Linked DNA regions of Mus musculus: regions 1, 2, 3, 4 and 5 are each linked to region 6. A link is a contact called in public Hi-C and HiChIP or PLAC-seq data. All regions are on one chromosome and are shown on one strand. Each heading gives the region's core, a stretch centred on a gene start, on an enhancer-like site or on the middle of the called end of the contact. The rest is flanking DNA. Distances are from core to core; before and after follow the strand shown. Region 1 has its middle 38 kb from the start of Gm24696. Region 2 has its middle 17 kb from the start of Gm22521. Region 3 has its middle 54 kb from the start of Gm24696. Region 4 has its middle 100 kb from the start of Gm41333. Region 5 has its middle 62 kb from the start of Gm41333. Region 6 holds the start of Pvt1 (Pvt1 oncogene).

Region 1 (3,399 bases), core at 741-3,240, 640 kb after region 6:
ACACACACACACACACACACACACCACAAATAAAGGGAGTAATATTAGAGCTAGTTTGTCTGTGTATTGGGTAGAAAGAGTGCCTCTCATGTCTGTCTATGGCTGCTGTTAGCCATGTTAAGGTAAGTTGGTTGGTGACCTTGAATGCAAAAAGCCACCATTAACTCTTGACAATCAAATGATGATAGTTTCTAAAGCACTTTATGTTTCAAAATTGCATCTACCTATAATGACTTATTAGCTGCTCAGAAAAGCTGTCAGTGGTGGTACATAGTATAGGCTGTATACTCTGCCATAGGCTGTTGCTTTCTCTAAAACTGGAAACTTAAAATTAATAATTTATCTACTTTTGTCCAACCATGAAATTTCTGAGTTGCTATGAGACTAAATCTGAATCACCTTCGGCAGACTTGTCTTCCAAGACATTGTGATGTTTTGTTCTAAGTAGTTTCAGCCACAGATGCCAAAGTTCTCTCTTGAGTCATCATTTGACATTGGGCTTTCAGAATCTCAAAAGAAAACTTGAACATCATTACAGTAGACTCAGAAATGCTCTAGGCAATGAACTCTGGCACTTATACTATCGTCTGCCATTGACTACAGCGTAAAGCCTCAACTGCTTTACTCTTAGTATACTCAGAGTGTTACAGAGATAAAGTTACCTGCTCAGCCAACTTCACTACATTGCTATGAAACTACTGAGAAATCAGAGACAGCACAATGTCACTAAGTTACTGTTAGGGTATGGATATCTTAGCCTCTTAATAAAACACTAAACCTCTTTCCTTTTTAAATAAAACGTTCTCATGTATTTCAGACTGGCCTCTACTTCTAATCTATCTCCACTTCCTGAGTGCTGAGATTATTGGTGCATGCCAGAATGTCTGTTTTTATGTGGTGTTAGGTATGGAACGCAGGGCATCATACATGTTATGCAAACACTCTACAGACCACATTACATATCTAGCAAGATTAAGTTTTCTAAGGATGTCGTGGGACATTTTTCTTTATTCATGCAGAGGTATATGAACTATCTTTACAGTAACATATTGGTCATCAGGAAGTTTCCGATAGGGTGGCAGAAAAAGGAAATTGGTGGGTTAAAGAATAAACCACCAACAAAAGAGTACACATGGGGGAACTCATGGCTCCAGATGCATATGTAGCAGAGGATGGCCTAGTCGGTTATCAATAGGAGGAGAAGCCCTTGGTCCCATGAAGGCTCTATGCCCCAGTGTAGGGAAATGCCAGGGCCAGGAAGCAGGAGTGGGTGGGTTGGTGAACAGGGGGAGGGGATAGGGTTTTTTTTGGAGGGGAAACTAGGGAAGGGAATAACATTTGAAATGTAAATAAAGAAAATACCTAATTAAAAAACAGCAAAAAAAAAAAAGAATTGTTAAGAAAAACAAATAAGAATGTTGTTAAAATTGAATATTCTTTTTCTTTTATGTGTGGGTACCCATACATGAGACTTTACAGGGTGCACATCCATGACAGATCCCAAGTCCAGACTGTCATGGCAAAAAGTTAATGATGAACTGAAGGAAAACTCTGGGATTAGAGGAAGAAGATGTGGCCCTAAATTTTGCACAGATCTTTAGAAACTGTATCCAAATTGAGTGACTTTATTTTCTGGCCTTCATTAGATTGTCATGATGAAAACAGGTTTTGGAAGTAATGTCTCTAGTAGAGGCTGTCCCTCTCATGACCTTTCTTACACAAAAGTTTTCACGATAGCTTTTAACCAGTGTTGCCTTTCCCCTCCTTCTCTGTCTATTCTTCTGTTGCTTTAGTGATTCTAGTAAGCTGAGTTTTCTTCCCCTCACCCCAAATCATCCTGACTACTTGAGGACATTTCTTCTCCTTATGCTGAAAATCCCCAAGAAGTAAATGGAGGGTCTTACCAGCAAGATTTACATAGTGTTACTTGGTTTCTGCCTTGGGAGCTAATGTGACAGGAAGTGTTTGAATGAGCTGTGCTGTCCTTACAGAGGCTCAGACTGGATCCAAGAAGAAAAAAAAAATGTGGTCAAACTAAACAAACAAACGGCTCACTGGAGAATGGGAAAGAAAAAAAAAAAGAAAGAACTGGCCGCTTGTTCTTTTTCTAGCTAATGAATTGAATTGATGCAGGAACTTCATCGTGTTCTCAGGGAAATCCTGTTGGCTGGGTCTCACTCCTCAGAACTACTAAATTTAGGTCACAGCTCAGTGGAGAACAATTACAGATCCTTAATAAAAGATAATTTACCCAGTGACAGCCAGCAAGACAGCTGGGCAGGCGTTCTTATTTTCTTGCTAATGTTGTGGGGGCTGGGGACCCTGTGTCGGGCTACGTGTTGACAGAAGGTTATGTTCTGACCTTGCACATCCGTTGGCTCATCTGCAGTGTGGTGTATGCCACCCCAAGTGATCCGAATGACTGAAAGCTACCCTGTATGGTTTTCTCTTCTCTTAGCCCCCTCCCCCCTTTAGTTTTTAATTTAGTTTTATAGTTTATAATCAGAGTCTCATGTAGACCAGGTTGGCCTTAAATCTTCTCTGTATCCCTGAAAATCTGATCTTGCCTTTACTCCCCAAGTTCTGAGATTTTAGGTGGGTACCTCCACGGCCAGTGTATGCACTGCTAGAAATCAAGCCAGAGAGCTTCGTGCAACATTGAGTTTTCTGCATCATGCTACAGTGAAAAGAAGCTGAGAAAGGACAGTTATATAGTGCAGGAAGAAGGAAGTAAGAAGGCATATTGTGCCTGCTTTTGAGTTCCTGGCACTTACCCGCCTAGCTTTCCTTCCATGTACTGCCTCTGCTCTTAAACCATGCTGGGTCTCCCGAAGGCGTTCACATCCTTCACTGTCTATGTCCTTGTTAACTCTTCTCCCTAATCTCTCCCCCCTTTGAATAGTCCATTGCTGATTTAAAACTTAGGCTATTTGTAATCTTTTTTTTTTTTTTTTTGAAACTTTCCTGTCACTCTTCAAGACATGATGTGACATCTTCATGTGCCTTGCCTTGATGTTCTTCATTAGAATGCTACCGGTCAAGTACAGACTATGCCATCATATTTTTGGTGTCTAGGATCATAAAACATCATGTTCTTGGTGTCTCGGTATAACACACTGCATTGAAGTCTCAGTCCTAATGACGTCTTGTTCCTGAACACAATAGGCATTCCCACGTGATACTCTCCCAATGTTAGCTGAATGCTTCTCTTTTCTGAGAGTTCTCTAGGAATTGTGTGCAATGGATTTTGACCATTATCATGTTCATACTGTGATCTCATTCCAGATGTATTCCCCAGTCCCTACCCACCCAACACTGTATTTGTCTTTTGAAAAACTGAAGTCTGTATATTGTGCTGCACATATATTCCTGGGCATGTGGCCTTACTCTGGAGCTATA
Region 2 (3,558 bases), core at 874-3,373, 770 kb before region 6:
CCTCTTTCCCTACCCGTCACCCTCCCCCTTCCTCTCTCTCTTTCTCCTTTTGTTTCCCTCCCCCTTTTCTCCCTTTCTATATTTCTTTTTCTCCCTTTGTCTCCCACCCCTCTCTCCCTTTCTCCTCTTTGCCTCTCTCCCTCTTTTCTGCCCTTACCTCCCTCATGAAAGAGGTAATAGTAAGCTGCCAAATATTACACAAGCATTTCCTAAGAACAAGAACACTGACTTTGTAACAGTGAAAGGCATTCATTTCCATGTCATTGGACATTTAAGAAAAACATTACATTTGACAACAACACAGCATTTGTAATTGGCTAACAGATTATATTTTGATTTCACCAACTCTCCCAATAAATATCTCCCTGTCTCTTTCTTTCAACAGGTTTCTCTGTGTTCCCTTGGTTGCCTAGAACTCACTATGTAGACTAGGCTGTCCTGGACTTCACAGAGATCTACCTGTTTCTGCTTCCCAAATTCGAGGATTTAGAGGCATAAGATAGCTACATGTCTGGCTATTAATAAGTTGTAATAACAGTTATTCCTGGTCTAGGATCTAAGTTAAGACCACATATTATATTGTGATGCTGTGTGCTGTGTCTCTTCTTGTTCTTACTTGGGAATGGTCCCTAGTCCCTCCTGTTTTTTTTTTTGTTTGTTTGTTTGTTTGTTTGTTTTTTCCTCTCACTGGCTGTGAGTGTGTGTGTGTGAGTGATACATATGTGGGCACATGTGATTGCCCACATATGCAAATGTAGAGGAGAGGTTGGGGGTAGACTGTCAGTGTCATCCTCTAATTTCTCTCCAAATTTTTATTTAATTAGCGTTTCAATGAACCTGGAGCCCAGAGTTGCAGCTGGAAATTCAGCTGTCTTTGCTTTCCAGTGCTGCAGTAACAGATAATCATGGCGGCTCCCAGCTTTAGATATGGGCACTAATGATCGGATCACAGGTCTATATGCTTTCTCAGGCTGCCCTTTACTCACTGAGTCATTTTCCCAGACCAATACTAACACTTTTAGAGATTACTCAGCACTCATTTTTGTATACAGCTTTAGAGGTTGACTCCTAAGCCTCATATATTTTAGCAATTAGATTTCATTTACACATCTTGGCCATAAGCATTCCCAAGTAATGTCAGCACATCTCATTAGGAATCACCTGTTATCAGTTCATTCCAACTTCAGCATTGTTTTCTAACAGATAATTTAATGAACACAATCAGAGAAAAAGGGACTTTGCACTGATGAAGTCTGACACCACACTTTATCCAATTACTCAAAGTTAGCATTACTAAAAGCTGAGGTTTTTTTTTTTTTTTTTAGATATTATTTAAAAGTAGTTCAGTTATTTTAACAACTTATTTGCCACCCATGAAAAATAACACATTATGAGAAAATGCATGAGAAAAGTGACTTTCATGTTTGTAGGAATAAATATTTATTTGACACTCAGAGCGTAATGCAGAAAATAAATTTTGTTGATGTTCAATTAACTCTGACTCCTTACTAATAAATGTCTCGCTATCAACACTTGCATATTCCTAAGGCCTGTGTGCAGATGAAAAAGCAAGACTAGCTGGAGAGACGGCTTAGTGGTTAAGAGCACTGACTGCTCTTCCAGAGGTCCTGAGCTCAATTCCTAGCAACCACGTGGAGGCTCACAACCATCTGTAATGGGTTCTGATGTCCTCTTCTGGTGTGGTCTGACAGTGTACTCACATATATAAAATAAATAAATCTTAAAAAAAAAAAACACAAGTAAGCTGACCAAGATAAATAGATTCTAATTCCATGTTCAATACCAGTTCTCTTCTGTCTTTGCCTATTTATTCAGAAACAATGGCAACATGGTCATACATATTGGAAAATCATTGAATGAAATGATGATGAAAGTCATAGACTAATTCTATTGTTAACACATTATTAAAATAGTAATTCAGAGACAAAATATATACAATTCCCTGGGATTAGAAAATTGAAGTGAAGACTAAGGTCCACGATAAAAAAAAAAATTCATTTTTGCTTTGCATAGTCACAGACTTCTAATGAGTCACATAGGCTGATGACCTGGATGCAAGTATTTTTTTAGAGCCTAGCCCCAGCTTGCAAGCTCTAACACCATTTTTCAGAGAAAGCAGGAAGTTGTATTTCTCTGTAGCTATGAACATAAAAGCAACTGCTATATATAGTACTTTAAGAGAAGCCTCCACAAGCGAGTCAAACTTCCTTTTCTTAATAATTTTGAAGTTCTAGATAACCTTTCTTTTTGGCGGGAATCTCATTAAGCAAGTTTTCATAGTAGATGGGAGGAAATGGAGGTCAGGGTGACATATATAAAGCACTTTCCACAAGGAAGATGTCATGTGGAGCCAGACAAGCAGAGGGAGACTGCAAAGCCATTTACCCATTTTACTTGAGCTGGGTAAATGCGATTCTCTTTCTTTCATATTTGGTCTTCAGTGCAACTCACCTGCATGTGTGAAGCTAGAGAGTAGGAAAAGATGTTTTGTAGTTTGCAATATTGTCTATTAATGGAAGTCGCTAACTGATATTTTAGTTGACACCCAATTAGAGAGAATATGGATGGGTTGAAAAACACCTTTCAAGGAGACTAAGCCATGAACACGGACAAACTATTGGAGTCTGGGGTGGGGTAGGGGAATGATTTGCAACGCCTAATAGAAGTCATTAACAGAGTATGTAATCTTTTACCTCTTTGCCCTTCTGAGAGGACATTTCCCCTCATTTTCCTTCTTGTCTTTCCTCACTTCTCCATGAGGTAGTGGAGATCTTTGGAGTAGAGCTCAGCATCTCCTTTCACACACAGGGCAGACAACAGATAGGGACTTAGACTCTGCAGTCAAGCACACTTAGATTTGAACACATGTCCTCCTTTTGAAAATGTGTGTGATCTGAGGCAAACAAGTGTCCTATTTCTTTATCTGCAAAACTGAAACAGGATAACGGTCTCACAGAAATGCATACAAAATTCTTAGACATAGGAAGCTCTGAGAATGCCTCCAATGCCTGTTATTCTTACTGACTTTATCTACACTGTGGTGGCTATCATTATCGTCTCCAACACCACGGTCTTCTTTAATCATTTTTGAAGAGTAAAACAGGAAGTTCATGGGTTTGAAGATTTTAATATCTTACTAAATTGTCACTTCGTCACTTTTTATATGTTTAGAAGTATATCTTGATCCATTTCCTTAAAGGAATTTGCTTTAAAAAATTTTATCAAGAGACTTATTTGATAGAGATTTTTTTTAATCAAGAGAGGATGTGAATTTGCATGAAGGAAGTACTAACAGGAATGTCTGTGCATCCCTACCTCAACACCTGGGCCAGCTGGGCCAGCTGGACCCAGGTAATGGCCTAAAGCAAACTAGTTAGGGAATCCCCTAACTAGGGATTGCCACCTGTGGCTTTTGGCAATATACTGATTAGTTTCTGCTTGCTATAGGGCAACTATGCAGTGTTAAGCACTGTGCCTTCCTTATTCCTAAGAATATAGATACCATTTTCATAATACTCTCTAAGCCCTAGGTTACTC
Region 3 (3,517 bases), core at 753-3,252, 630 kb after region 6:
GGTCTCACTTGAGAAATTACTCAAAAAAGATTAACCTGTGAGCATTTCTTTGAGGGATTGTCATGCTTGTTAATTAATGTAGGAGGACCCAGCCCACTATGGACAGCAATATTCCCTAGGCAGATGGACTTGTGATGAAAGCTAGCTAAGAAGGAACCTGTGAGTTAGCAAGCAGCATTCGTTCATGGTGTCTGCTTTATGTGTCTGCTTGAATTCTTGTCCTGACATCCTTCAATGATGAACCATAATGTGTAAGTTTTAATGCTTCCTTTCTTTCCCCAGACTGATTTTGATCAGAATGTTTGATCAGATCAACAGAAAGGAAACGACAGAAAAAAATCGTGAGAGGAACATGAAGGTAACACACTCATGGAGCAAAGATGAGAAACTTCAGAAAACTTCAGCATCCTGCACAAACGGAAGTAGAAAATTATTCTCAGGTGATGATACTCTTATTGATAAATAACATTTTCCATTTAAACTTTAATCTAGCATTAACATAGTCATCAGATAATAAATATTTGTATTTTTAATTTCACGATTTTGAAAAAGATACTAAGCATTCTGGAACAAACTAAAAATCAAGATTAAATTCATTAGAACTCATATTATATACATTCCTGTCTTTGTAACTTTCATTTTGTATGTGTAAATTACTCAGTGAAACTCACACATACATAAGCAGAGATGATGCATCCATAGCAGAGATGACTCAAATATTAGATTTGCTTTCTGAGTCCATTATGAGATGATAAGAAATTCTTGAAGGATAGAATTGTTGGAGATAGAAGGAAAAGAACTTGGAATAGAACTTTCTTGGAATAAGACACTACTTCTAGTTCTGAAGTCTTAGATCCTTCCAATATGTCTATGAAAACCCAGAGGACTATGATTGTTTCTCATCTTTAGGATTTTGTGTTTGTATTTCAAATGACCTCTACAGTTTTTATGCTCTATGAAGAATTCTCTTGCCCTTAACATGTACTGGATGGACTGCAGAACTGAGTTCATTATTATGCCATCACATTTGAACATGGAGACCATTATTCCTAGGCCCCATTGTTCATTATGCTAAATGGATCAATCCACAGCAATAGCATCTGGGAGCCTGTTAGAAATTCTAAATGCTGGGGGTATCTCTTGACTAATGCATCAGGATATGATTTTAAAAGATCCCGAGATCATTCTGACATACATAGAAAAGTTTGAGAAGCCTGAGTATAGAGAAATGGTTCATGGAAGACAATAGGCAGATTCATCACTTGGGCTAGAGAGAGATGCAAGTACCTACTTCTCTCCTACCTGGACCTACAACAGGAAGAACTTGCTAACCTAATTTGTTTGACTTTAGAACAGGGACTAAATTGCCAGAATGAAGACAAGAGTGATTCACATGAGTTAAAGTTTCCCAGCAATGTTAACTCATCCTGTCTTTACATGAATCTGAGAATCCATGATTTTTTGAATTCTTCACCATCGTAACCCTTTCCTTGGTCCTGCCCAGCTGAGTATTCAGGCTGAGCATTAGAGGAGATGACCCATTCTTTTCCCTCTAGTCTCCATTATTTTTTAGTAAACATCCATATCTATAGAGAAGTGAGTTTTCTGCATTTGTGTGTAATATCTTCTCTACTCTTTCCATTTACCTTCTGTAGTTTGATGATAAAATTGGGGAATAGGATTGATGAGGCCTTCCAGTCTATTAAAGAGGCCCTGTGACTTCACCTGCTTTACTGACTTAATAGCAGCAACACAGTTCAAGGAAATATAGACACTGTTTTTTTTCCTTTTTAAATTATTGTTCTATGTTCATATGGAGCCACAAAAGTGTAGTGGGAGTCATTGCTGCAATCTGCATTTCTTACTAGAGTCCCACATTGAAAGATATTTTGGTGCCTTTAGGTATTTATAGAACGTTGACTTATTTTCCACACAGACCATGCTCCCTGGAGCATGGCCCCTGTGTCAGAGAACTCTAAAGGAGAACGTTGAGTAGGTAGGCCACCACAATACCACAGACACTTCCCCAGGTGTGTGAACTGAAGAGGCTTCTGCACATAAGAGTTTTTGTTTCAAATCAGAATAATATTTTGCTTTCCATGGGATTAATGAGAAGGTTGTATTAACAAATGTGTAGGCCATGTACTTCTTGAAACACTAAGATAGATGTTTCGGTTGTTAAACTCTTAGTTGAATTTTAAGAATAATATAGAAATAATAATACATTTTGAACAAAAAAGAATCAGAAGTCTTAAGTGATTTCTCAAAAATGCCACAATCTATCAGTGCTGGATCTTGGGCTGGAAACACGGGGCCTCTTTTTCTTTTCATCTGCTTTTCTTGCATACAAAGCAGACGCACCTTTTTTTTTTTTTTTAAATGTTCTCTGACATTTGAACGATATCCCCTCTATCCTCCATTTATTTTCCAGCTTAACATCAATCCATCTCAGGTTCAGTCTCTTGGAACCTAATGCTTCACTCACATCATTATGGATCAGCTTCTTGCAGAGTTGGAGGTGAGGCAGCATCCAGAGTTGAAGCAGTTGTTTACCATTTGTATTTCAGGTGGATCAGCAAAATGGGACATCGAAGTTGAACCAAAGTCATAATAAAACATCCTGAGGTACATAAACACTCTGTAATAGACTAATACAGTTCCTCCAGGCACCAACAGAAACCTTGACTACTTCCCTTGACTACTTCAGTCAAATCTTCTGATAAAACCAAACCCAACTTGGAAACGTCCATGTATACAATGGACATGGCTGTTTCCAGAGAAGACTGCCCTTCAGGAGCTGCATGGAGCTACTTGAGTGCACTAAACACTGTCTAAAGCTGATTATCAAGAGAAGCATGATAAAAATCAGAAGCTCAAACATTCGGGAATGAGGTATACCTGACATGTCCTAAAGGTCTATCTTTTAAACTCAGGAAAGGTCTCTTGAAACTTTCAGATCCTCCTTCACTGAATCAACTCTTAGACTACTCAAAACTGGAGTGTTAACCTCTTTTTTTCCAAGATGACTGCCCTAGGTAGCAAATAACCTTGTCTCATATTTGCAGAGTTTTTTCACTGTACCATTTAAAACCTCTCCCCGGTGGCCAGTGTGTGACCCAATCCTGAATTCATTCATTCTTCTAGTAATTCTGTAATTTAAAATGTTTGAATACCTTACACTATCTTTTATAAATTAGATTCCAGTTTTCAGAAGGAACACAATGTTGAAGAACACTTGTTTATAAATCTATAGATTTCTAAGAGTTGATAATCTTTTACTCACAAGTATCAAATATTTCTTAAGTAAATTTTCTGTCAAATGCAAGGATGTATGGGGGAAAATTAAAGAAAAATAATTGGAAAAAGAATAGTGTGGTGCTAAACCATTTGATAACATGATCAGGGATGTCTGGCATTTGAGCCAAGGCCTAAATGATACAATAAAGAAATATGTGGGCATCTGGAAAAAGAGCATTCTAAGAACGAATCACAATGATGAAGACCTTAAGGTCAGAGT
Region 4 (3,145 bases), core at 377-2,876, 530 kb before region 6:
CTTGACCCAGCAGCTAATGGAAACAGACCCAGAGCCAAACATCAGGTGGAGCACAAGGTGTCTTGTGGAAAAGGGGAGATAGAATTGAACAAGCCAGAGTGGTCAAGGACACCACAGAAGATCTATATACTCAATTAAACTGAGCCAATGGCGGCTCACAGAGACTGAACCACTAACCAGGGAACATGCAGGGACTGAACATAGGCCCCCTATGCGTTTGTAGCAGATGTGTAACTTGGTCTTCATGTGGTCCCCCAACAATTGAAACAGAAGCTATCTCTGACTTTGTTGCCTGCCACTGTATCCCACTCCCCTAAATGGTCTGCCTGACTGGGCTTCAGTGAGAGAGAATATGCTTAGTTCCTCATGGGACTGGATGTCCCAGGGCAGGGAAGTACCCAAAGGTGGCTTCCCCTTCTCTAAGAAGAAGGGGGGGGGGGGGGTAAAGAGGAGAGAAATTTCTAAGAGCAGGACTGGGAGGAAACAGGGGACAGGCTAGGATTGGGATGTACAGTGAACAGATAAATTAATGGGAAAAAAACAGAACTGAAGCACTTCATTGTGGATCCAAAGGAAAGAAGGGTCAGTTGTAGTTAGAGGAGTGGGCCTGATGGGTGTTCCAAGAAGGTTCCTTATATAAGATGAGCATACAGAAGTTTGCCAGAGAAAATATAGCAGAGAGGACATTTCAGGCAGGGATAAACCTTGTGTGACAGGACTGAAAGATTCCAAGCAGCACAGAGTCCTGATGCTAATTACACTCAAAGAGGATGCATCGCAAAGAAAAGACAGGACTAGGGAAGCTCAGGACAGAAAATAATGAGTTGATTTGAACTCTTATTCGTTTATCAACATTGAGCTGTGTGGTTGGGACAGGAGCAAAACTGATTTGGGGGACAGGAAAAGCAATTGAAAAGTGTGTGTGGGGGAGCAGTTTAATAATTCAGTAAATATAGATTAGCTCATTTGCTGCAGATCCTCCACCAAGCTAAAGTGCAAAATAAGCCTGGTCCCACATGCTTAGATCCCCTTCCTCAAGGAGGGATGACTGAGAGTAAACAAGCATAGTAATAAACATAATTTAAATGAAGGGGTTTAGGGAGGAGGTGTTGCTGGCCTTTAAAACCATTCGGTGCAAGAGCTAAGCGTATCTGCAGTAAGTCAGAAGTGAGATACATTGTTTTCTCATAGATAATTGAGTGTCCAAAGAATCTAGTGATTCAGACAGTATCGGTCACAATTTACTGGGGCAGGCAGGAAGGAGAAGGGTAGAGAGCCAACACTTTTGCTTCATGTGAAATCACCCAGTGAAGAAGAGCGTCAGGATGAAAGGCAGAACGAACGGGAGATTCCCAAAAGATGTCTTTGCTCACTCGTCATGCCAGCTACTTGCCCTTTACCTGGAAGACTCGGGTTTCATCAAAGAGTGTTTTAGCCTTTCATCCCCTTCTCTCCCAGGCTAAACTGGTTTGTTGAACTTTATTGGCCTGAGCTGTGCAGCGGGGTGACATTACAGCAGGGATGGAAACTTGCTCTTCCTTGCATCAGAAAAGCACAGCACATCTTGGCAATGAGCTGTCTGTGTGGACGGTGACTCAGCTCCAGCATCTCTCAGTGATGCTTTAAAACAGGGGCAGGGTAGCTTTAACAAGGTCTCAAGCCAGTCACCCTTCAGCAAGCTACTGAGCACAAGGAAGCAGTTGAGCTGACAATGCTGGCTCTCTCCGAAGTGAAAGAGCACAGCCCATCCATGGAGTGAAAAAGCAGGACCTGCAGGTCCGGGCAACACTTGATATGCTGGTCAAGAGCAGTGTGAGCAGCATTTGTGCCTCTCACCTGGACAGTGGCCCTGAGAGCAGGCATGTGACTGGCTGACTCACTCTACCCCAGCACAAACCAACCAGGAGGCAATGCTTGTGAGCTGAGAAGACAGAGGGTTTGTGAACTGCAATGAGTTTTACCATTGCCTCCTGTGGAAACAAATGGGCTTGAGAGCCAACTGATTAACTCAATAGTTCAGTCCAGTTCCTCAGCAGCCACATAGACAGAACCTATCTGCATCTATGTTCAGAAAATCAAGGCAGGGGTAAGAAGATAGTCTTGCTTGTCAGAGGTCCTTTTCTATGAACCTAGTATGTGGCTGATGTCATCTGGTATATTGCTCGTGACTTACACGTGATTGTGACATCTCACCCATAAGGTGTTTGTATGAATCATGAAATAATAGGTGGAGAGCTCAGCACTACAGACCTGTTATTGTTATAATTGTTATTACTGTAAGTTTTATCTCCTATTACATAGGTCAAAGCCTGTAGGTAGGGAACGTTTGGCAGGGCTGTAACCTAGCTCTGTCCAGTCCCCCAGTTCTTGGCCTCAATCAAGTGAAAACACTGCTTTCTTGTCTCTCCCCTTTTCTCCAGAGGTTGGATGAAATCTCTGGAGAAATGAATACAAAAGGAAAAAAAAAACAATAATTTAGTCCAGTGATTCTTAAAATGTTAATGAATTAAAATAATGCATCCATAAGAAAATATTTTATAAATACTCAAGAAATATTTATATAGCCTTCATCTTACTTTTATGGGAACTTATTTTAAAAACAGACGTACCTTTTTTTTCCTGCTCAATTTGGAATATCCCAAATACATGCAGAACTCACTGCCATGCCAGTGCAGGTAACAAGCATCAATAACACACTAAGTTCTGTTGATGTATGCTAGGTTTCAGATACAACCGCCAGCCTCTTGCATGCACTGTCTCTTTAGCACTTAGAATAATTCCTTGTGACAGGAATTATTAATCCAGTTGTACAGAGATACAGGAGCTCAGCCACATCTGGTAATTTGGCCAAAATTACATAACTGAAAAGAAGAATAGAGCTAAGAAGCAAGCTCAGGGCTGAGTGAGACACATACCTCCTCGACCACTCGAGCTGGTTCCTGGATGGTTGCTCTTGAACTCTCTGCATTCAAATATGAAGCAAGCTAGTCTGACTAGATGCGTTTAGTAGGAACAGGAGTCCCACCCGCCAGCGTTAGCAAGTAGATGTTTCCAGCTGCAATCAGAGAAACTCCATTTGATCCTTGAAATGATATTTTGTATAGGTTCCTATTCTACCATTTCTATCCCTTGGTAAAGGAAGAGC
Region 5 (3,170 bases), core at 322-2,821, 690 kb before region 6:
CCCATTCCCAATAGCTACATCTATAACACAACACCTATACCTAAGGTGTAGGGAGCATTATGGAAGAAGTGACAGAAGATTATGGCTCTCTGCTGAGAGATACAATCATGTAGACATGGCTGGAAAGCTGTACTCATAAAATCTCAATAGGGTTGCCTACATAAGACTTATGTAGTGACCACAGCAGTTCACATGACAACATGGATGTGGTATATTTCATAAGACCCCACTCAAATGATGAAGATGAAGAGCTATAGTCAAGCAATGGCTACTGACAGACAGGGGTGGAGGGAGAACAGATATACATGCAATTGAAGGACAAAGAGACAGGAGAATAAATCAATTTCCATAGTAAATAATTGCCTAATATGTTATCCAAATTGAAGTAGTGAGCCCTAAATGCATGCACATATGAGCAACAGAAATGAAATCAGAATGTTGTATTTACATACAGAGGAAAGAGAGAGAGAGAGAGAGAGAGAGAGAGAGAGAGAGAGAGAGAGAGAGAGAACACAATAATTAGAGAAGAGGTCATAATAGTGTGGCTACTTCTATCCATCTTTGAAGGGGGTAACAAAACACCCATGGAAGGAGTTACAGAGATAAAGTGTGGAGTAGAGACTGAAAAAAAATGACTATCTAGAGACTGACTCACCTGTAGATCCATCCCATTTACAATTGCCAAACCCAGAAACTGTTGTGGATGCTAACAAGTACTTGCCTGATATAGCTGTCTCCTGAGAGGCTTTGTCAGTGCCTCACAAATATAGAGGTGGATGCTCACAGCCATCCATTTGACTGAGCACAGGGTCCCCAATGAAGGAGCTAGAGAAAGGACCTAAGGATCTGAAGGGGTTTGCAGCCCCAAAGGAGGAACAACAATATGAACTAGCCTGTACCCCCCAGAGCTCTCAGGAACTAAACCACCAACCAAGGAGCACACATGGTGGGACTCATGGCTCCAGCTGCATATGCAGTAGAGGATGGCCTACTTGGTCATCAGTGGGAGGAGAGGCCCTTTGTCCTATGAAGGTTATATGCCCCAATGTGGAGGAATGCCAGGGCTAGAAAGCGGGAGTGGGTGGGTTGGTGAGCAAGAAGAGGGAGGAGTGTGTTTTTTGGAGGGGAAACCGGGAAAAGGATAACATTTGAAATGTAAATAAAGAAAATATCCAATAAAATAAAGAGAAGAGGTCATGAATTCGAGAGAGAGTAGGGAAGGATTTGGAGGAGGAGAGAGTTGAAAATTATGTAAATGCAATACTCATGTATATATAAATATTTTAATATGACTAATGTGAGCAAAGAAGTGGAAGAAGGACTCATACCTCCACTTTATATTTTCCTGTTTTCTCTTTGTAGATGTCGCTGCTGCTTCACTTGTTTTTACTATGGAGAAATACCTAGAAATCTTGATCTGCAGCTGAAGCTGCTTCATACTGAGGGGCTCTGAGCCTGTCTTCTGTAAACATCTGCATTTGGAGACCAGTTCTCACGATGACAGATGCTGGAACATAACCTCACACACTGTCAATCCTCTACAGCTATTGGTTGACACTGTCAGGCTCTTCCCTCCCATCAATCACCTTAACACAATATGGGACCACATCCTCTTCTATTCTAGGAAATGTGGCCACTCTCTTTGCACGCTGAAGTTTACTTTATCTTTATGCTTCAACTTTGAGGAAATGCAGGTGCACACATACACATAGGACTATACAAATACATTCCAAAGTACATATATTTGTATAGCTCAGTGGTTTTCAACCTGTAGATTGTGAACCCTTTAGGTCACAACCTAAAGAACCGTAGTGAACAACCCTTTCACTGGGGTCACCTAAGACCACCAGAAAACACAGATATTTACAGTGTGATTCATAACAGTTACAAAATTACAGTTACTAATAGTAGCAAAAATACTTTGATGATTGGGGTTTACCACAACATGTAGAAATATATTGGAGGATCACAGCATTATGAAGGGTAAGAACCACTGCTATAGATAATATATGTGAACTGGCATATGACCTCACATCTCCGTCATCTACCAACCACTGATATATTAGTACAGAACGTTAGACTAGGTCTAGTTATACTGTAATACCAGGTATTTTACTTAGGAAAAGAAAGTTATCTTCTCCAAGAAACTAGTTCCTCATTTGGAAGATGGAAAATCCTTCACTGTGTGATTATGACATCGTTTACTTGAAAAGAATTTCATAATTTGTAATAAGCAATGAGGTTTTCTTTCCTAGTTGTTCCTAGACACAGCAAGAATAAAAGATGAATCTATTATGTGAGGGCAAGAAGATCTCAGAATCCTACAATGTGGACCCAACACTTCCCTGGTGAATTCTAAGTAGCATTTCATTACAACCTTAATCTAGAAGACTTTATCTCTTGTGCTTAGTAAAACCAAAGCCTGGGTGCTTTCCTCTATCCTTCTTTCCAGTTCTTCCATATCAACTTCTTTGGCCAACCATGTCTACTGCATAATTTATTAATATAGGGTCAACTTCAGGTCTTGACCTCAATGAGCTTCTTGGCTCTTTATTCCTGGACATCATTACCCACTTACTTACTTACTTGCAGTGTTAAGTTCATGCCAAGATATCCAAAATTTCCATCTCTAGTCTGAAGTTCAACTTCCTAGGTTAAAGAACGTTATTATGACTTATGGGCTTTCACATTAAGTATGTCCATGTTGAAAGCCATCAACTACTTTTAAATAATCAAAACCTTGTTCCTTTTCCACAGTTTCCTCTGACTTCCCCATTAATTGAAAAAGTAAAAATAAAAAATAAAACCAGTTGATCACATTCACTTATACCTTCTCTAGTACCTGAACTGGGAGCCTGGCATGAATTTTCCAAGTCTACTGCTACTCTTCTAGTGAAGGCCATCAGTACTTCTAAGTGGGGCATTGCCATTGAGGTTTTCGAGTTGACTTCCCGTGCTCATCTTTTGTTTTACTCCAAATTTATGTTCTTGCTGGAAACATTTTAAGAGTTTGCCATTGCATTTTGTAGACAGGCAGTTGGCAGTCTGATGTATCAGTCTGGATGAACGGATGCACTTCATTTAATAGTAATATACATGACTTGGACCTTTTTTTTTTGGATCATCAGACATACACTTGCTTTCATTCCATGGCTCGGTCACTTCACATC
Region 6 (3,206 bases), core at 527-3,026:
AGTTCTGTAAACTGCTGTCACAGAAGCAAAACAGGATGAGTCAGAGGAGAATCAATCAAAAAAAAAAAATCAATTTCTTCTACTTTTCAAGGGAAGCTGGTTTATGCAAAATCCTGCACTCAATAGGTAAAGCAGCAAGAAACAGCCACCCTTAACCAGGCAAAACAACAAGGCAGTCCCATACAGTCACTCCCTAACAGAGTGGGGTGGGGGTCCCAGCACAATAGCCCACAATGTCTTAAACCAGCCTTAATGTCTCACCAGATCCATCATGAACCTAGTTGAGTTCAAATAACCGTAAGGCACATCCTCACCTCCGAGATGTAACTAGCACACATCCAAGCACTGAGAGCAGGCCACCACGAGGTTTTTCCCAGTCATGGAGTCCATGTGACGTTTCTGATTTCCTGACAGCTTTGCTCCTTCTAAATCTTTTAAGAAGTCCCACTTGGAGCTCCAAGGATAGAAACACAAACGCTTTCCCACTGGCTAGAGCTTTAAGAAGGACTAGCTATGACCATAGGACTGTGCAAGTGAACAAGCCCAAACTTGTCACTGCCCATATGCAAAACAGGCCTGCAACATCCTACCACATGCACTTCAACAGAGACCTGCATCCTTAGCCCTCCCCAACACACAGACACACAGACAGACAAACAGACAGACAGACAGGCAAGCAGGCAGGCACACACACACACACACACACACACACACACACACACACACACATTTGGCTTTCTCTAGGTCAAATGACAACAACCCCTTAAAAACACAAGAGCAGAAAGGAAACAAAAACCTCACTTCTCCCTATACTCTCTTAAGTGATTTCTCTCCTTAAGCTTCTAGAACGTTCTGGAGAGCTCAAAAGGACAGATTATCACCCACTAGTAAACTAGTAAGAAAATCCATGATGTGTCTACACATAGGCACATGTAGCTTCATGGCTGCGCTTCCTGGAAGTCTGCACAGTTCTCCCACACCACTCATAGGTACAGCAGAAAATACTAGCCAAGAAAGGGCCAATCTAGTTAAAGCAACAAGCTATCCAAAAAGAATTAGCAAGGATGAAGGCGTGGGGGCCTTCCACGAACACAGGAACGCAATACAAAAGCACAGAAAGTTTCCTGACACAGGGAGTTTTAGGAGATCACCTTCTTTCTGCCCCGAGGGGGTGTCTCGGAGGAGGGCTGGCCAAGGATGGAGGGAGCATCACTAGACTAGACTCAGACTTCCAGTTTCGTAAATGAGGCCTCCAAACCACATCAGCGGCCCCAAATCTGCGCTGATTGCAGGGGGCGTCTCTCTCTTTTAGACCTGAGGAAATGGGCTCTTGATCAAGTGCATAAATCCAGAATTACCTCTATGTAGAGGCCATCCTGGGAAATCTCCCTCGCACCCACACTTCTCACCCACACCCAAACTCTCTGGCAATCTCGAGTCTAGTGATGAGGAAAAGTGCAAGGTTAACACGCGCTCGTGGGAATGCAAAAGCCACTTTCCTCTATCCAGACTCTGCATCCCTGGGCTCCAGAGTTTCCAGGGGATAAACTTGGAACTTACAAGAGGGTGGATCCAGCCGTGACTCCGAGGTCACCGGGGCTGCCAACATCCTTTCCACGCGGATATCCACTCGGGGGGCTCTGGGAATGCTAAGTTCGTAGCTTCTCTTCATCCTGGCCTTGCCGAGCCCGCTTGACCAGTGGGTCCATGTGCTCGGCGGCCACACGCGCTCTGCCTGGTAGAGCGCGGGGCTGGCGGGTGGCCCGTGACGTCACGGCGGCTCGCTCCCGGCCGCGGGGGAGGGGGAGAAGCGCGCGCCACCGGGCAGGCCGCGTGTGTCCCCGATCTCCTGGTGTCTGGAGGTTTCTGACCTGAGGGATCCAGCTCGCCCCTCTGCCTGCTGCCCTAGGCAATGAAGGGGCATCAAGCCTGAGAGGAGAACCGCATGGAGGTGGCGTGCCACTGAGGCTGCTTAATGCCCAGATGGCCCTAGTAGAGAGCACACTCTGTCAGTCCTGGGCTGGGAGGTTCTAGCTGCACTCAAACCTAGGTCCTACATAGGTCCCACACAGCCTGGGGCTATGCCCAGGCGAGGTCAACTAGCTTTCCCACCTCCCCTCCCCACCCTCCCCTCCCCCACACTATTCCTTTTTAAGGTAGACATCCCATCCCCCTTCACCTTGAAGCTTAGCAGTCTTCCCACTTTTCGGATAGGGAAGGAGACTCCAGTGAATTAAAAGGACCAAACTGCTCAGAAAATAGGTCAGTAGTTCCTACAGAAGACCCCCCCGAATCTGTTCTATTTCAGAACTCTCATCTGAGAGCAGTCCTGGGTACCATCCATCATCTGTGGTTCTGGAGAGAAGGACGTACTAAGCAAACTCTAGCTGAGAGAGGACCACCTGTCTGCAGCATCCTCCATTCTTGGTCCGTACAGGGTATTACACTAACCTCTCAAATGTGCAAAAGCCTCTGCAAAGAACGAAGGCTGGTGTGAAAGGCACGCGTATACCACGATATTCTTTTCGCTGTATTCAATCCAGCACCGAACAGGTGCACGTCTCTAGTACCATTTAGTCAAGCGCGGCAACGTGCTACAACCAGAAAGGGGAATGAAAGATGAGGTAGACTCAGATCCTAGAGGGAAACCGGAGTCCTGTGGAAAGCGGGTTGCATAACTAGGTGATACCAGGATCGCGGAAAGTAACGCGGGTCCACTCTTCTCTCAGCACACTATACCTCACTTTATTTCAATCTCTCAGAGAGTCTTTATCTCCTCCCTCCCTCTACGTTCCCCCTTCAATGTCTTCACTTTCATTACTTCTTAGCCACATGAAGATGTCTCTGTTGAAGAGAAAATTTACCATACTCGTGTGTGCCAGTGCGATATGCACGGATAATCGCGCTGTGTGTGGTTGGTTTCCACCCTGAGAGTGACCGAACAGATCTTCCGATTATCTCCTTCAGATTATCTCCTTCTTGTGCTAGAGAGTGAAGAGGGTTCTGAATTCTATGTCTGTATGTGCTTTCGATGTGTCAGACATTTCCCAAACCACCTGCTGCGACCTTGGGGAGAAGCAACCACAGGCTCTCAGAGGCCCAGTTTTAAAGACAACTTCAGTAACAAATCCCTGAAGATGCCACCTGCTCCTTCCAGTTAGTCCTGTACACTAGACCTCCCAACGGCTGAAGACCTTCACCCAGGT

Evidence for each region. Hi-C and Micro-C count contacts between places; a contact is called where the count stands out from the background. HiChIP or PLAC-seq counts read pairs in DNA pulled down with a chosen protein or histone mark.
Region 1: a contact with region 6 is called in a FOXA1 HiChIP or PLAC-seq map of pancreatic cancer cells. The contact joins the enhancer-like site here to the promoter of Pvt1 in region 6. A contact is called at or near these places in 1 of 39 promoter capture datasets (the SN4741 cell line) and 3 of 115 datasets of contacts at active chromatin or transcription factors (CD8 T cells, effector CD8 T cells and pancreatic cancer cells).
Region 2: an H3K4me3 HiChIP or PLAC-seq map of the SCID.adh cell line shows a contact between it and region 6, with 11 read pairs. The contact joins the enhancer-like site here to the promoter of Pvt1 in region 6. A contact is called at or near these places in 1 of 484 Hi-C or Micro-C datasets (Th1 cells) and 5 of 115 datasets of contacts at active chromatin or transcription factors (the 230-238 cell line, CD8 T cells, the SCID.adh cell line and 1 more).
Region 3: a BATF HiChIP or PLAC-seq map of CD8 T cells shows a contact between it and region 6, with 5 read pairs. The contact joins the enhancer-like site here to the promoter of Pvt1 in region 6. A contact is called at or near these places in 1 of 39 promoter capture datasets (the SN4741 cell line), 1 of 484 Hi-C or Micro-C datasets (CD4 T cells) and 2 of 115 datasets of contacts at active chromatin or transcription factors (CD8 T cells and effector CD8 T cells).
Region 4: a Hi-C map of adipose-derived mesenchymal stem cells shows a contact between it and region 6, with 2.5 times the contacts expected there. The contact joins the enhancer-like site here to the promoter of Pvt1 in region 6. A contact is called at or near these places in 2 of 484 Hi-C or Micro-C datasets (the N1E-115 cell line and adipose-derived mesenchymal stem cells) and 1 of 115 datasets of contacts at active chromatin or transcription factors (the SCID.adh cell line).
Region 5: a contact with region 6 is called in an H3K4me3 HiChIP or PLAC-seq map of the 230-238 cell line, with 11 read pairs. The contact joins the enhancer-like site here to the promoter of Pvt1 in region 6. A contact is called at or near these places in 3 of 115 datasets of contacts at active chromatin or transcription factors (the 230-238 cell line, effector CD8 T cells and regulatory T cells) and 1 of 9 other capture datasets (macrophages).

Annotation. Positions count from the first base shown.
Region 1 is chr15:61,394,327-61,397,725 of GRCm38.p6, reverse strand. No RefSeq gene overlaps it. Among named protein-coding and RNA genes, the nearest start is that of Gm24696, 38 kb to the right of the region's middle. Within about 2 kb of position 1,990, at least 51 of the 459 cell types and tissues checked have an H3K27ac peak or open chromatin away from gene starts, as enhancers often do. A contact at or near this core is called in CD8 T cells and pancreatic cancer cells, where this site is marked.
Region 2 is chr15:62,808,101-62,811,658 of GRCm38.p6, reverse strand. No RefSeq gene overlaps it. Among named protein-coding and RNA genes, the nearest start is that of Gm22521, 17 kb to the right of the region's middle. Within about 2 kb of position 2,123, at least 30 of the 459 cell types and tissues checked have an H3K27ac peak or open chromatin away from gene starts, as enhancers often do. A contact at or near this core is called in the 230-238 cell line, CD8 T cells, the SCID.adh cell line and 1 more, where this site is marked.
Region 3 is chr15:61,410,451-61,413,967 of GRCm38.p6, reverse strand. No RefSeq gene overlaps it. Among named protein-coding and RNA genes, the nearest start is that of Gm24696, 54 kb to the right of the region's middle. Within about 2 kb of position 2,002, at least 12 of the 459 cell types and tissues checked have an H3K27ac peak or open chromatin away from gene starts, as enhancers often do. A contact at or near this core is called in CD8 T cells, where this site is marked.
Region 4 is chr15:62,568,007-62,571,151 of GRCm38.p6, reverse strand. No RefSeq gene overlaps it. Among named protein-coding and RNA genes, the nearest start is that of Gm41333, 100 kb to the left of the region's middle. Within about 2 kb of position 1,626, at least 71 of the 459 cell types and tissues checked have an H3K27ac peak or open chromatin away from gene starts, as enhancers often do. A contact at or near this core is called in the N1E-115 cell line, the SCID.adh cell line and adipose-derived mesenchymal stem cells, where this site is marked.
Region 5 is chr15:62,729,107-62,732,276 of GRCm38.p6, reverse strand. No RefSeq gene overlaps it. Among named protein-coding and RNA genes, the nearest start is that of Gm41333, 62 kb to the right of the region's middle. Within about 2 kb of position 1,571, at least 31 of the 459 cell types and tissues checked have an H3K27ac peak or open chromatin away from gene starts, as enhancers often do. A contact at or near this core is called in the 230-238 cell line, effector CD8 T cells and regulatory T cells, where this site is marked.
Region 6 is chr15:62,036,556-62,039,761 of GRCm38.p6, reverse strand. Pvt1 (Pvt1 oncogene) reads right to left here and starts at 1,776. Exons shown (of 5, transcript NR_132747.1): 1 at 1,561-1,776.